Regions from separate parts of the Pan troglodytes genome. Here region 1 is linked to region 2. A link is a contact called in public Hi-C data. All regions are on one chromosome and are shown on one strand. Each heading gives the region's core, a stretch centred on a gene start, on an enhancer-like site or on the middle of the called end of the contact. The rest is flanking DNA. Distances are from core to core; before and after follow the strand shown. Region 1 holds the start of EFNB2 (ephrin B2). Region 2 has its middle 180 kb from the start of EFNB2.

What was found. A called contact is a pair of places that touch in the nucleus more often than the background predicts.
Region 1: a Hi-C map of stem cell-derived neural progenitor cells shows a contact between it and region 2, with 4 times the contacts expected there. The contact joins the promoter of EFNB2 here to the enhancer-like site in region 2. A contact is called at or near these places in 1 of 7 Hi-C or Micro-C datasets (stem cell-derived neural progenitor cells) and 1 of 1 datasets of contacts at active chromatin or transcription factors (stem cell-derived excitatory neurons).

The regions. Positions count from the first base shown.
Region 1 is chr14:112,133,843-112,141,611 of NHGRI_mPanTro3-v2.0_pri, reverse strand. EFNB2 (ephrin B2) reads left to right here and starts at 1,698. Exons shown (of 5, transcript XM_001134800.8): 1 at 1,698-2,517. The coding sequence starts at 2,396.
Region 2 is chr14:111,954,792-111,962,236 of NHGRI_mPanTro3-v2.0_pri, reverse strand. No RefSeq gene overlaps it. Among named protein-coding and RNA genes, the nearest start is that of EFNB2, 180 kb to the left of the region's middle. Within about 2 kb of position 6,151, at least 12 of the 24 cell types and tissues checked have an H3K27ac peak or open chromatin away from gene starts, as enhancers often do. A contact at or near this core is called in stem cell-derived neural progenitor cells, where this site is marked.

The sequences.
Region 1 (7,769 bases), core at 449-2,948, 180 kb before region 2:
TATATATATATATATATGTGTGTGTGTGTGTGTATATGCGTATATATGTGTATATATATACGTACATATGTGTATATACGTATAAATATGTGTATATGTGTGTATATATACGTATATATGTGTGTGTATATATATATTTAGTTTGAAGGCTTATTTAAAATGAAAATAAATTATGAAACTTTTCTGCTATCAAAGATCTGTTTGGAAGAGTAAGTGTATTCAGTACTTTGTATGCCTTAATGTGTTTTCTATCTTAAACTAGTCTTCACAAGCTTTTACCACTCCAACTGAGATGTATATGTTAACTTAGACTAATGTTTCAAAAACGGATACTTAAAGGCAACGTACCATAAAAATCTTCAGAAATTGTTACAAAGAAGAGTGAAAGAAAACAAGGTGTTTTACCATATGCATTTTCTGTTTTAAATTTAGCGTAGTGGATACTTTGTTTTAAAAATACATAATTTGTAGAATTACTGCCCAGTTTGTGTTTGAAACATAAATCCTGGGGTGGACGGCATTAAATTGAAAAAAAACGTGGGCATACAGTATATTTTAATTTTTCATACTGAATCGTACATTTGCACTGTGCCTTATTTCTACCGTGTTCTTCCTACTGTTGGGCATATAAAAAGATTTTCCTTGGAACTGTGACTTGATTAGATGCTGCAGTATGCTGGATCCGGGTCGGTGGACCGCAGAGCGCTCGAGATGCGGAGAAGCAAAGCTGGCCGCTAGTGGGCGCTGTGGCTCCGTGGAAGTCACGGACGAGCGTCAGCACCGGCGCTCGACCGGGAAAGTAGCGAGGAGTTCCTGCCAGCTCTGCTCTGGGGTCTTGCAGACGCCGAGTGAGAAGCACATGCCTTGACTTTTCCATCTCACACCCTCTAAATCTCTGGTCACTTTGGGAAGCGCGCGTGTCTCCTAGAGGCTAGTGAGACGGTCCCCGCGTCGTGCCTGTGCCGGCGACACGCGGGGAAAGCTCCAGGGGCGCCACCTTCCCGGGGGGCCAGGAGGGAAGGGAGACGCCCGCAGAGAAGGCGGGAGGCGACGACGCTCAGGCCCTGATTAGAGCTGCAAATTCCGGCGCCACGTCGCGGGAATCGTCTTGCAATTCCCGGCCCCACTGACTGAAACTGAGCCGTAGGTGATTGGTACCAAAATCAAGTGAGAAGCCCTCGCCGAGCGGCGTCGGGAGAAGCGCGCAGAAGCCGGGAGCTCTAAGGGAGCGCGCGGAGTGCAAGTCTTGCACGCGGGGCAGCGCCGCATCTGCGGAGAAGGGACGCCGAGCGGAGCCTGTTGCCTTCCGCACTGCGCGAGGGAAAGCCGCGCCCTCTGATTCCGCCGAGGGGGAAGGCGCCCCCGGGCGCGGAGACAGGTGGCCCGCTACTCGGCCGTCGCTATTTCCACGTCTGCACCGCGCCCAGAAGGCCTCTAGCCGCCCCGGGGGCGCCCTGTGCACGCGCTGAGCGCTTCTCCTGCCCGGCGTCTGCTCCGCTCCCGCCGCCCGCGGGAGCCAGGGGCGGGGCTCACCTGTCAGCCCGAGCCCCGCCTCGCGGCACCCAATGTCGGGCGGGGATGGCGGACGGACGGACCGGCCGTCCAACCAGCGCACGGCCGCGGAGCCGCGGGCCAATGGGCTTCGCGCGGCGGGGCGGGGACCCGCGTTTATAGCGCTCTGACAGCGCGCCGGCCGAGCTGACTCTCCTCGGCGGGGACCGCGGCGCCGGCCGGAGCGAGGAGCTGCGCACGCAGCGGGTCCCGGCGCCCTCCCCGCACACAAAGGCCCGCGCGCGTCCGGAGCCCGCGGCGGGGACCGAGCTCCCTCTTTCCTGCCCTGGGGGCCGGGAGCCGCGCGGACTGAGAAGGCTCCTGCGCGCCCGGAGGCGCCCTACTCCGCTCCGTGCTCCGGGACATGGAACCGCGCCGACGCGGCGCCCGCGCGCTCGGGCCGCTGCCCGCTGCACTGGATCTATAGTCACAGGCGGCCCCGCTCGGGGCGCAGCGCCCGCCGCCCGCGCCGGTCGTCTCCGCTCCGGGTCTTTGTGTCCCAGCCCGCACCCGCCCCGCGCCCACCCGCCAGCCGCGGCCGGCCCGGCACCCTGGAGCCGCACGGGAGTCGGCCGTCCGAGCTGCGTCCGGCGCGGCGCCCCGGAACCCCGAGTCCGCCGCGCCGCCGCGCCCCGCGCGTGCGCTCCGGCCCCGCGCCCTGAGGGCCCCGGAGGGCGAGCGCACCTGGCCCGGCGACCGCTGGAGCTGCGCAGCGCGCCTCGGAGCTGCCTGCGGGCGCACGCCGTCTTCCCCGCCAGTCTGCCCCGGAGGATTGGGGGTCCCAGCCTGCGTCCCGTCGGTCCCTTCTTGGCCCAGAGTGCGCGGAGCTGGGAGTGGCTTCGCCATGGCTGTGAGGAGGGACTCCGTGTGGAAGTACTGCTGGGGAGTTTTGATGGTTTTATGCAGAACTGCGATTTCCAAATCGATAGTTTTAGAGCCTATCTATTGGAATTCCTCGAACTCCAAGTAAGTGGCGTCCGCGATCCCCGTATGTCCCCGCCCCGGGGTCCGCCGCGCCGTCCGGGCGGGAGGAGGGGTCAATCCGCGGGGCCTCGGAGCCTGTTTCTGGAACCTCGGTTCCCCGTCCCCCACCCCCAACCCCCGCCCCATTTCACTAGGTGGAGACTCCTTGCTCGGCTTTCCAACCCGAGCGCCGCTGGAACGGACGGTCTCCCCGCCTTTCCTCCCCCGAACGCTCCCAGGCGCTAAAAGCTACTATCGGCTCGGGTGTCACGTCCGGGAAGGTGTCCGATGGCGATACCTGACCCTCTCCTGTTTTCGAGGACGAAGGACATGGCCACAATCTAGGCTGGCCGGCACGCGGGGACTGCTGGGCTCTGGAGAGAGGCGGAGATGCTGCATTCGCGGGGAGCGCGGGCGGCGTGGTCCGGGGCCCGCGGGCGGGCGACCGGGGTGGCAGGACGCTGGCAGCGAAGCGCGTTCTGGAGAGGGGAGCCTGGAGTCGCTACGCTGCCCGCAGAGCCCTGGAGCCGGGGCGCCTTGGCACCGCGCCGCCAGCCCGAGGGTGCGCGGGGAGCTCGCCTGCTTCGCAGGAGAACTCGGGCGTCGAACCCTTTCCTCCGCGCCGGGGAGACGGGCCTTAGGCTTCTCCCTGAGGGCCCGCCGCACCTCGGCCTCCCGCTTCGTTCATAAGCCGGTAGCCCCGGAGTATGCGGTCTCGATGGCCGACCTGATTGTAATGCACTTCCTATAAAAGCTTAGGGCCCTGCCCAGTCGACACTGCTCCTGAAGCCTTCTCCCGCGGGACCCTGGTAGGAATGGGATCCTTAGGATCAGATTTGCTCTTACCGGACTCTACAGCCGGGAGCGAGCCAGGCCTTGTGGAGAGTAACTTTCAGTTTGGGCCACCAGAGTGCATTCAGAATTTAGAAAATCCCATCCATCCCTAAATCTGTGTGGTCATAAGTCGTAGTCATCTGGGTATTCAGTACTGTATATCCCCTTATTTCGAATCACAGCCAAAACATATTTTACAGAATCTTGGAATTGTAGTCTCGGGAAACTTGGAGAAGAAGTATGCAGACATTAGCTGGTGTCTGGAGAAAACGTTTGAGATCAGAAGCAAAATCAATGGCCTAATTGAAGTTGAGCAAGTTGGGCCTGGTTTTAGGAGAAAAGAAATGGGGGATTGATTTAGAAATCACGTGTTAATTAAAGGAGTGTGTCCATTCTCTTAAAAGTGTCAAATTGCAAATTCAGTAACATGTTAACCAAGAATCCCTTCATGAAAAGGGCAAAAACGTCGGTTACAAATCGGTTTAAACAAATGTTTGTATGATGCTAGAAGGCACTTTCAACACCGCTCATACGGAGAAGTTACTTAGCTCTGCCTCCTTCCATGTAGTCTGCTCTTGCATGGATTATATTTTTAATGTAAATTGTTGGATTTGCTGATGAAGTACTGGCGGCGGCATCTTTGCATCGATGCCGGCTCGGGAGGCGCCAGGTGGTGCCGGAAGGAGCCGGGCTAGGACCTCGCGCAGCAGCGGGTCCCGGAGTCCGGGAGAGGCGGGCGGGCGGGCGAGGCGGTCGGGGGGAGCCCGCGGCGCCGCTGCCCGCCCGGTGCCTCCAGAGGTCACTCTTCCATGCGGAATCGCGCAGCGCCAGGCCTCGCCCCTCCCCCAGGCCGCCTGCTCCAGCCACTCTGCACTTTCACTGACCGGTTCTCTTTGAGGCTGTTTTTTTTTTTTTTTTCTTATGAGGATTTAATATTTCTGTTTAAATCTAGTTGAAAGCAATTCCGTTAGCCTCTTCAGCGTTTAGTTCGGTGTGTGTATCTTTATCTTTGCGCCATATTAACTATTAGTTTGTGTGTATCCGGTAGGAGAATTACAAATACCTAGTTGGGAGAAAAAGAAAAGTAGAACAATAGTTATTTCAACCTAAGGTTTAGACATTAATAACTTCTTTTTGTAATGTGTCGAGATGGGGGGTCCTGGGGGGAGGTGACAGGTATTTACCAACCCCCCCCCCCCATTCTGATGATGAAGATGAGTCTGTCTTTCTAGCTATGTCCAGACCTGCGAGGGCCCTGCGTTTCTGGAAGCCTGCCGTTTGCGCGGTTGAGGTTGCTGCTGCTGTCTTGTCCTCCACAGCAGCATTTCTTTTAAAATTCTCCTGATAACGGCTTGCCTGGATGACTGGGTAATGTGTGCCTGGAAAAGGTCTCCCTTGTAGCTGAATGCTAGCTCCAGAGATCAGAAAGATTTCTTCCTGTAGGAGCCATAGGAAAGAGCCCTCTCTAAGTTTTTGAGAATGCATACAACACCCTGATGCCAGGGGGTCGCTTTCCTTGGGGAAGTTTTATATTTATTTCCAGAGGAAAGTTTCAATCGGTAAATACGATATGGCAGGAAGGTAATCAAATGCATTGAAGTTTCACATCAGTTCCTGTGAACTGTGGAACAATTCATTTGTAATGAAGCCGCCATCAGTAATTAGATTTGTTTCATTCAGAGGTCAGCTTTTTTAGCAGGTGGTCGACACAGGGAGCATGCAGCAGCTGTTTGGATACAGGGTCCAGAAAACCCTTTGTAAATTCAGCGTCTCCGTAACTACTTTAATCACATTGTCGGCTCTCCCGTCCCTGACTGTATGTAATAATGGAAAGATGTCCTGCGTGCTGAAACAGTAGCTGCCCTGTTAGGTTATTCACATTGCTTTGATACGTTCTGGTAGAGTTGGGTCCGTTGTAGCCATTTTGGTTGTTTAAAGTTTTTTTTTTTTTTTTTAATTCAGCAGAGAACAGTAATGCCTAGCTTCCGTTTTTAACTTAACACTTCAGTAGAACATTTTTTTCCAAGAGGGAGATTTTGGCCTAAGTAAAGTAGTGGGCTCTTTTTTTAAAAAAAAAAAATTAATTTTACTTTAATGTGAGCAAATCTGTATTGGTATGGTGTTCTGCAATGCATTACACTGACTTTGTTGAAAATTTCGAGTACTAATGCCTTATGTCTGGGGTTACCATTCCCTATGCATCACATACTAGTTAGTTAACATAGCATTTTGCTTTTCCCATGTAATTTTTTTCCCTATATAATACTGGATTCCTGATACTAATTGACTTGATACAAAAGAATGGCTGGATGATATCCAGATAACGTATAATACATGGGCTTCACCACAATCAGGCTCTGAATAAATACAGACCTGTCAGAGATTGATAAAATAAACTACAATGGATAGTGCTGTTTAAACAGTCCATTCAATAACATATATAAGCCAGCCTGCCTTCCATTGTGTCTGAAATTCTTATTTTTGTAGGTAAACAAATGCACATTCAGCACTGATTGAATAGCCCCTTGAACTATGCTCCACAGTTTGCGTTTGGGTTAATCTTGTCGGTTTTAATATAGAGAGAAAAAAGCTCAAAGCACCAGGGGTGGAATTGTTAGTGCTTTCACATCTACATTCCTCACATTTTGTCAGGATGATAAACTGTAGGTAATGGACTGTCGTTGTTCTGCAGGACAACTGAGCCAGGCAGAGCACAAAGACCAAGCTAAAGCGATACCTCAAAACATGCTTGGTAGCCTTGTTTTCAGATGAGAATTTATTTGAGAATCATGTGTCTAGGGACTGCACATCTTAACCTCAACAGTTACAGCTTCAAGCCCCAGAAACAGGAGCTGGAGGTTAAGATGATTTGCTAAGCACCTGGTTCTAAATCTTTTACAAAGCATAAGCTGTTGACGCTGGTTCTACCGACGCAAAGAAATGCAAGTGACTCCAACATTTCCAAAGGCTTCTGACTTAAGCTAAAGTGTGTGGACAGGTGAATTAGCCATGGGCCTGGAGACCAGCTAAAAACTATGTGTTTGAATGGTTCCTCCAGACAGAGTCAGCTGAAGAACAATTGGTGGATTTATATTAAAACCTCTTGTCTGTAAACTTAGTGAGGTGCATCCTTTGGTTGGTGGATCAGTGAGATAATTGCCTTCAGATGGACATTGCAACTGGAGCAACTAAATCCTTGCTGTCTTTCCTTCCTCTGAAATCTTCCAGGTAGCTCCCGAGAGCTTCAGTATGACACCAAACTTCGGGCGACGTTTTAGAGTGCGTTCACCTAATGGGAAACTATTCGAGATCCCAGCGTGACTGCAGTAATGCGTCATAGGAATGGGAGTGGCAGGGGAAAAGGAAATACAGATTGTAGACCCTAATACAAAAATTTTTAGGAAAGATATTTCTTTAACATTTTATGAGAACTTCATTCTTAAAATACTTAATTGCAAATTAGACAAATAGAAGTGCTCTTCTAAGGAAGGTGATTAAACTGGTCCTCCTATCAGCCTAATCTCTGCCTGCCTTTGCTGCTGACATAAAGAACCTGTTTTTCAGGTCACTTAATATACATCTACATAGATTTGCTTATGAGCTCACCCTTTGTGTAGCGGAGTAGAGCCTTAAAGAGGAGTGCTCAACTGTTTAAAATATTTTGATTAAAATATGCAGAACCCATAGAACTATAAGCTTCTAGTCAGGAATGAGCTCTTTCAGGGAAGAGCTCCCCCCTTCTTTTTAAGGGGGGAATTAGAAGGAGGCTGGGGGAGGAATATAAGAACAGCAAAGAAGGAAGGATAGCAAATGGGGCATGTTCCGAACAGCTTGGAAAAACTCCTGTGGCTTCATTGTCTCTATAAAGCCAAAGAATACAAAGACATAAGCAATTCGGCCCTTCTCCCATGATGGAAGATGTAAACCGTTGACATGCCTCCCCTGTTTAACTTGTTTAATTCTCATTTTAAATTCAGCACGATACTAGCCGTGTGAACTCTGAAGATTTCTTTAGTAATCCATTTTGTAGTTCCGAATCAAAAACAAAGTGAAAGGGTCTGACACAATTTGCTTTTATTTTTAGGCAAATCAACCCTGGTCATAGTTAATAAGGGGATTACAACTCAGACTAGGTCTTTACAGATGTGATGTAAATCAAGGGCAGAGTATAAAGAAACTGATCCCTTTTGATTGAAGTATAGTAAAAAGGCATAGAGAAACTAGCAGCAGTAATCTGATTGTATGGCAATAAAACCACCATTTTCTGTCTTTCAGATAAAAATAATGTGGTAAATCCATGCAGTTCATAAGATGTAAAGGCAGATAAAGGGTGAAGCCATGGCAACATATAGATTAGCTTGATGTTAGAAATGACACGTCTCTGAAAAGGGCGCGGGACGAAGGCCCTTGCCTCCAGGCTG
Region 2 (7,445 bases), core at 4,902-7,401:
GGAGACCTGGAACTACAGGGAGCTGGTGGCAGCTCAGCAGTTGGCCAGTGAGGCGGTCCCTGGGGTGGGGGATGGTACATACATTTTTAGTGTGCCTTCAATCATATGTCTTTCCCTGCCTGTGCAGTAATTACCTGCTGTTATCCCAGGTCTTCAAAAAAAGCCCTTTCTAGTGCACAGAAGAGCCTTGTGTTAGTTTTGTGGAAAGAAGGAAGGTGTGGCCAGCAATTTCTCAGAGGAGCCACACCGAGGAGCACCTCATTGGACTGACTCACAACTGATGAAAAACAAAGAAATAAAGGGAAAGTAAACAAAATGTATTTATTTGCCAAATAAACTAGAAAGGTGGTCTCTGTTAGGGATGCATGTGCCCACGTCCACAGGCATGTGTTTCGCTTCTTCTGTTATGTGGCATGCAGGCTTGAGCCACTATATTTGCTACCAGGAGGCTGAAGGGGCCTCATGTCTTCAGGCAGCATACCCAGGTTGTATCAATAAAAGTAACTGATGTAAGTGTTCGCAGGGGATGAAGACAGTCATTCTGTCCAGCAAAATCTTTTCATTGAGTTGGATAAATATATTAACAGGTTCCCTTTGTTCACAGTGTCTTAGTTTATTCTTGCTGCTATAATAGAATGCCTGGGACTGGGTAATTTGTAATGAACAGAAATTTATTTCTCTTGGTTCTGGAGCCTGTGAAGTCCAAGGTGGAGGTGCTGGCATCTGCTGAGGGCCTTCTGGCTGAGTCATCCATGGTGGAAAGGAAAGGTTCGGGAGAGAGGGAGAGAGTGTGTGTGTGAAAGGGGGCTGAACTCCCTTGTTTAAAAAAATCCTACTCCCTCAGTAACAAACCCCCTCTGAGATAACAGCATTTATCCACTCATTCTGCCCTCACAGCTTAACCATCTCTCATTAGGCCCTACCTCCCAACACTGTTGCACTGGAGATTAAGTTTCCAACATATGCTTTTTGGAAGACATATTTAACCAAAGCACACATTTTTCCCTGCCACCAGTTAATCTAAATTACATGGAAATCCTCCTGTCTTCCCAAGCTCCAGGTTCCCACCTCTTCAGTCTTCTTCTAGGTCAATATCTGCTGCTTCAATCTGCTCGTTACGTTTTTGCTGGGTGGTAGCTACTCGCTATAATTTTAGCTATCAGTTTATTTGTTTTAGAGACAATGTCCCTTACTAGCAGAATGAACAGTTTCAACATCAAATTAAAGAGAAATTCAGTTAATTTTATTATAATAAAGCAGATGATATGGTCTACATCAGTGGTTTTTCAAAAAATCATTTTGGCAGCAAAGTCTTTTTTTTTTTAACAAAAGAAATTTTACTTGGAACTTCAATATGGAAAAATATAGAAAGTAGGATATGTTTTGAGCACCTTTCCAACTTGGGATGGTGGCTGGGAGTGGCAAACACAAAGTGGCAACCCCTGGGGCCCCTCTGCCAGACCCAGGCCTCCATGTAAAGGCCACTGGAAGTTCCTGCCCTGGGTTGTTATTAATGTTCTAGCAGCAGATTGGACAGTGCAGGACATGCTGATTAAGGGTAATGAGGGGTCAGCCTTGGAGTGATGGATGATTCATCATTGAATAGAATGATGGGGTTAAGAGCGTTCTTGGTAAGGTTGTGTCTACAAAGTAATAAGCTGTCAAAGCTGAACTGATTTAGTAAGGGCAAGTGGAAGAAATCTCATTTTCTGGGGTTAGACTAGTAAAGGCAAGTAGGATATTGAAATATGTGTTCCTTCTATAGACCATAAAACTAAATAAGTTTTAGGATCTGAATCACTTATCTCCCTAATGCTAATCATTAAATAATTTATTGAAGGAAAATAATTAGTGGTTACCCTAATATCCAATCAGAACAAAAAATACTAAAAAAACCGCTAAGCTGTCGAAGGCGTATTTGTGGAATGACACTCATAGACACTTTCCGTGACATTTTAACCCATTATTAGTATGCATTTTTAAGACTATTATTTTTAAAAAATTAATAGACTTTATGTATAGAGCAGTTTTGGGTTTACAGAAAAGTTGAGTAGAAAGTGCAGGGTCCCCACATTCACCCTCACTCCCCAAACTCCAATTTTCCCTATTATTAACATCTTGTATTAATGTGTCTTGTTTGTTACAATTGATGAGCCAATAGTGATACATTATTATTAGCTAAAATATGTGGTTTACATTAGTGGTCTTGCTTTGTGGCTTTGCAGTGTACATTCCATGGTTTTGACAAATATATAATGTCATGTATCTACCAGTACAGTATTATAGAGAATGGTTTCACTTTCCTAAAAAGTCCCCTCTACTTCACCCATTCTTTCTTCATCCTATCTTTCTGAACCCTGGGAAAATGATTTTTTTTAACTGTCTCAATAGTTTTTTGCTTTTTCCAGAATATCATGTAGTTGGGATCATATACAATATGTAGACTTTTCAGATTGGCTTCTTTTGCTCAGCATTCAAAGTATCTCCATGTCTTTGCATGGCTTGACAGCTCATTTATTTTTATTGTTAAATATTATTCCATTGTATGGATGTGCTACAGCTTGCTTATTCATTCCGCTACTGCATAGCATCTTGGCCGCTTCCACTTTTGGCAATTATAAATAGAACTGTTAAAAACATTCATGTTCAGGTTTTGTGTGGACATAAGTTCAACTCATTTGGGTCAATACTAAGGCTCACAATTACTGGTTCTTACGGTAAGAGTATGCTTTGTTTTGTAAGAAACCACCAAACTGTCTTCCAAAGTGGCTATTAATTTTTTTGTGACTTTTTCATCAGTGTAGTTGTAAGCCCTGGTCTCAGTCTTTTTTAGTAGTCAGGTGCTTGTAACATTTGTGAGTGTTCTGTTAGTTCTCTTATGTACACAGGTTGTGTATCCCGTATCCAAAAGGCATCAGAAGTGTTTCAGAATTTGGAATTTTTGGACTTTTAGAATATTTACATTATACTTAGCTGATCAACCCTACTCTGAAAATCTGAAATCTAAAATGTTCTAGTGAGCTTTTCCTTTGAGTATTGGTGCTCAGAAAATTTTGAATTTTGAAGCATTTTGGATTTCAAATTGTGGAATTAGGGATACTCAACCTGTATCTTGCTTTGTTAAAAAGAGAGATTAGAAAAAAGAGAGAGAAATAGGAGATCTTAAAGAATATACATGTAATATATATATGAATATATATAATGCATAATATATATAATATATGCATCTTCTAAAAATAAGAACTAATTTAAGATGAGAAAAACTCAAACACAAGAATTAAAATTCCATGCATAATTTTTTATTTTAAATAAATGTAAATTTAAATAAACACTTTGATTTTTTAGACATTGTTTCAAAAGTGCTTTCCAGATTGCTGGTAAGCACTTTCTATTTGTATTTTTTTCTTTTTTTTTTTTCTTGCTTTACATGCTTGGTTAAGGAAAGACCATGACAGCAAATTTTTCTAGTTCTTTGTGTTTAACATGATTGTCAAAACTAAGCCCATTGGTTTACAATTTGGCTGCTAAAACTGTGTCTAGACTTTAGGACTCCAGTTTCATTTTTTGGGTACTTTATCAATGAAACTCCCTCACTTTCCAAAAAGGAAGCTATCAAAGGTATGTATATAGTTTGTTGAATGCCCTATTCCTGATCAGAGGGAAGTTCCATTTCAGTCTGATAAAGTGTTATCTGGCAGAGAAAAACAGAACAACCAAGAAATTTGAATGATGAGATTAGCTGCACTGCGGAGGAGATTGCTAATGATTTGCTAAGTCTCTGAACGCTGTTTAGTGATGGTGTTCATGTCTCCTTGATCAGCGATAGTGATTTCTGCTCTGCTTACGTGGGACCCTACAAACACTGGGTGGGCCAGTGGACGCCAGGAGTCTGCGATTAATCGACTGTGATCACCAGGGAAAAGGGAAACTTTTTCACTTTCTGGTGATGCATTAACTTGGGAAAAGTTTTCTGGATTTAAAGGTTGCTTTTTGCTAGAAACAGTTAACACATCTAGAGAAAAATGAGACATCTAATTTTTTCAAGCAAAGTTCAGGCCTGATGACAACATATAAATAACATACAACTATTGTTCAATCCAGAAAAAATAACAAGAAATCTACTAATGTGATATCATCAGGTCTCAATGAGCTAAATCAGTGAAAGGCCAGAAAAGGGGCAACAACAGGATCATAGGATTCGCGTGTTTGAAGAATCCGAGTCCAAAAGACAAAGAGATACAACCATGAGGTTTGTGGTGAGCTAGGAAAAGCAGTTGCAGAATGACTTTGACATTTAGAAAATGGAGCCTGATGACTTCCTCTATCTATTGTTTAATCTTTTGTTCTAAAAATTCAGAAATAATGTGTATTGCATATCTTTTGGGATGTAAGTGAAGATGGCTCTGAGTTTCCCAGGTGAGAAGCTGCCAGGGAGGTCTCAGCTCAATGGCGAGAGAACCCCCTCTCCACCCATTTACTTGCCATAATTGATCCCGTTTGTCAGTCTTGTGAATCAGAGAGTGTGACTAAAATGGTTTCATGGGCACCCTATTGATTCTGTGTAAGAATCCATGATTATTTTCTAAAAAGTATATTTTAAAGCATGTCAGGGAACAGAATTGCCTGATTGTTTTCCCAGAAGGCTGAGACTGAAACCCCTTGGTACGGTGACAGCGTTTTGGTATTTTTCACTTCTGTTTCAGGGAGGCAAATGCATGCGCTTTGATCAAATGTCAAATGTAGTTGGTAAATCTCACTTCTAAGAAGCCTCCCTTTATGTACTTTTCAGGCAGCCTGTGGGGTGGGGCGTGGAGGTGACCAAGCACTGTTTGTTCAAGGTAGCACCTCTAGTAGGAGCTCATTAAGTCAGGGCTCACACACCGATCATAGGAAGGGAGCGTTGCCCAGCTTCCACTGCCTTTGATACAGATTTTGCCACCATTGTTCCAGTTATTGCCTGAGAGAGCTCATTTCCATATGTATAGAAAACCAATATACTTTCTCCTGCCTGTTAAACTGTCACCTAATGTATTTTTAGAAATATATAATCTAAAAAAGACAGAGGATGAGGCAGAAAGTTCTACAGTAGCAACATTTGAACATCCTCTACCACTTGAAGATGTTAATTAAAAAGTATCTTATTCTACTTGTTTTAATTGCCAAGCAACACAATTTTTTTTTTCCTGACAAAAATTGACTTTAAACGAACTGTTTTTGTGTATAATCTGTTTTGTCTTCTGCTAGGTATGTGTCTAATGAAGACATCAGCCTCCGTTCTGTGTAGGTTGAAGGAATGCCCCCTCCTCTCTGTGCAATCATTTGTAGTGTCAGTATCTTTCTCTACTTCCAATAGCGTCAGGGATGCTGAATGGAGATGCATGTGGTTGTCAGAGAAACACAAGGAACATATTATTAGATCTTTCATAATTAGGCATTGCAGATATGTGCCAAAGATTTAGAGCTTAATCAAAAAGTTCTTATCACATGGGCTTCTGCTGGCAACGAATTGGAAAGCCAACAAAGGCAACCCTGATGCTTGCTTTGCACGATAACAAAGGGAAGACAAAGGCAGACCGATTCTGCCTTAGGTTTATTGCACGCTGTATTTTTTTTTTTTTAAATCATATGAGTCAGGCAATTGTGGGGGAAAGGGGGTTAAAAAGCCCAGCTTCCCTGTGAAGCTCAGAGCCCCTCTTGATCCTGATGGTTTCCTTGTGTCTGAGTCATTTCACCGTGCAGGTGCTGACTAAGACTGAAGGCTGTGGGAACCTGGGTTAATGGGTCCAGCAAGCCTTTTCCAGGTAGCGCCTGGGCTCCGCGGGGAGCGCTCCCGGTCCCTTCCTGTGCCACATCATCCCCACCTCGCCGGGAATTTAAAAGAGGAGCTCTCCAGCCCTTAGATAAACCTGGCCGTGGACATTGGCAGCCAGGACCGGGGGCTGCGGGAAAAACGAGCGCGCCGCGCTGATGGCTGTTTTGACAAACCGTTGTGTGTTTTTTCTGTCTGAGTATCTGGCAGCGCAGGTGAAACATTGTGCCGCTGGTATCTTGGCTCGCCACTCGCTCTCAGGCTCTGCGGGGAGTGTCGGGCCATCCCTGCAAATGTTCCGGGCAAAGCTGTGAAAACAAACGAGGCAGATTAGTTGGACAGGCTCACCAGCTTTTGAGTGTTAACTGCCCTGGCTGCCCCTGCTTCTCAACCCTTTCCCATTCTTTTATCGAGCCGTGCACTTATCAATTAACACAATGGTTTCGGAGGTATTTTTTTCTTCTTCTTCTTGTAGTTACACCGTAGGAAGCAGGATCTCTCATCTTTGGACCTGAAATGGTGCTGATTCTCAGATTCTAATCTTCAAGCACAATATATGACATATTCTTTTAAAAAAAAATAAAGGCAATTTTCCTTATTATTTTAGAAAGCAGGGCATGTTTGCCATAGAGATATTAGCGAATGCAGAGAAACAGCAGGGATAGTTTTGAAGTATACATATTCCGTGCCTGGGTTATGTCACATGATCTATGCTACAGTATTTAAACTAAAATGCTTCTGACTTAGTCTCTGGCAGATAAGGACCATCAATTTCTTTTTTAAAAAGTATAGTTGAGTATGTGTAAATATCCCCGAAGTTCCAAGCATTTGGGAAAAGCCTTCAAACTGTGATAACTTTTAAAAAAAATCTTTGGTTTGAAGTAAAAGCCAACCTGGGATAAAGAGAACTTGAGCGTCCCTTTTGAGGTGAAATCAGAGTGAATTAAAAAGAGTGATTACACCCTTCTTTAATCAAAAGCTCCAGAGATGATGTTTCTTTTAAAAAAGAAACATCAAGGAATGGACTTTGAAAATGACTTTCATATTTTCTTGTGCATTTCAGAGCTAGAGCACATTTTAAGAGTTGTCATTTGTTCTTAAATATCAGACTCCAGTATCAGCCTTTTGTCTGCGCCTGTCCTTCAGTGCATCAGAAAGACTGAGCTTGCCCTTGCTTTGTTGTGAACAAGAAGAAGCTGTCAAATGACTAATGCTCTTGGAATCTCACTGAGGCGTTTATTCTGCCTCTGTTACTATGAGCCCTATGGTCTCTTTTGTGGCAGTAACAATATAGGTAACCTATCTAAAGTATGGATGTGGCAAAAAGGGACTTAGTCATAGCATAATGATTTTGCTTAAAAAAATAATCGTAAAATGACTACCTATACCACTAAACAGGTCTGCCATATACCCTTGGGTAAGTTGTGCACTGTACAATGCTAAGATCCATTCTTATTTTAATCTGTGTAAACAAGTTTGATAACAACAGTATCTGTATGCTTGTAATTAGTCGTGTGGACTAATTACTTGATATAGTGTTAAGGCAGTGAAAGAAAGACACTCGAATTCACACAGCAAGTGTTTATCCAAATATTTCACAATTACTAGAGGGAAATAAAACTCCTTTAGGGAACTT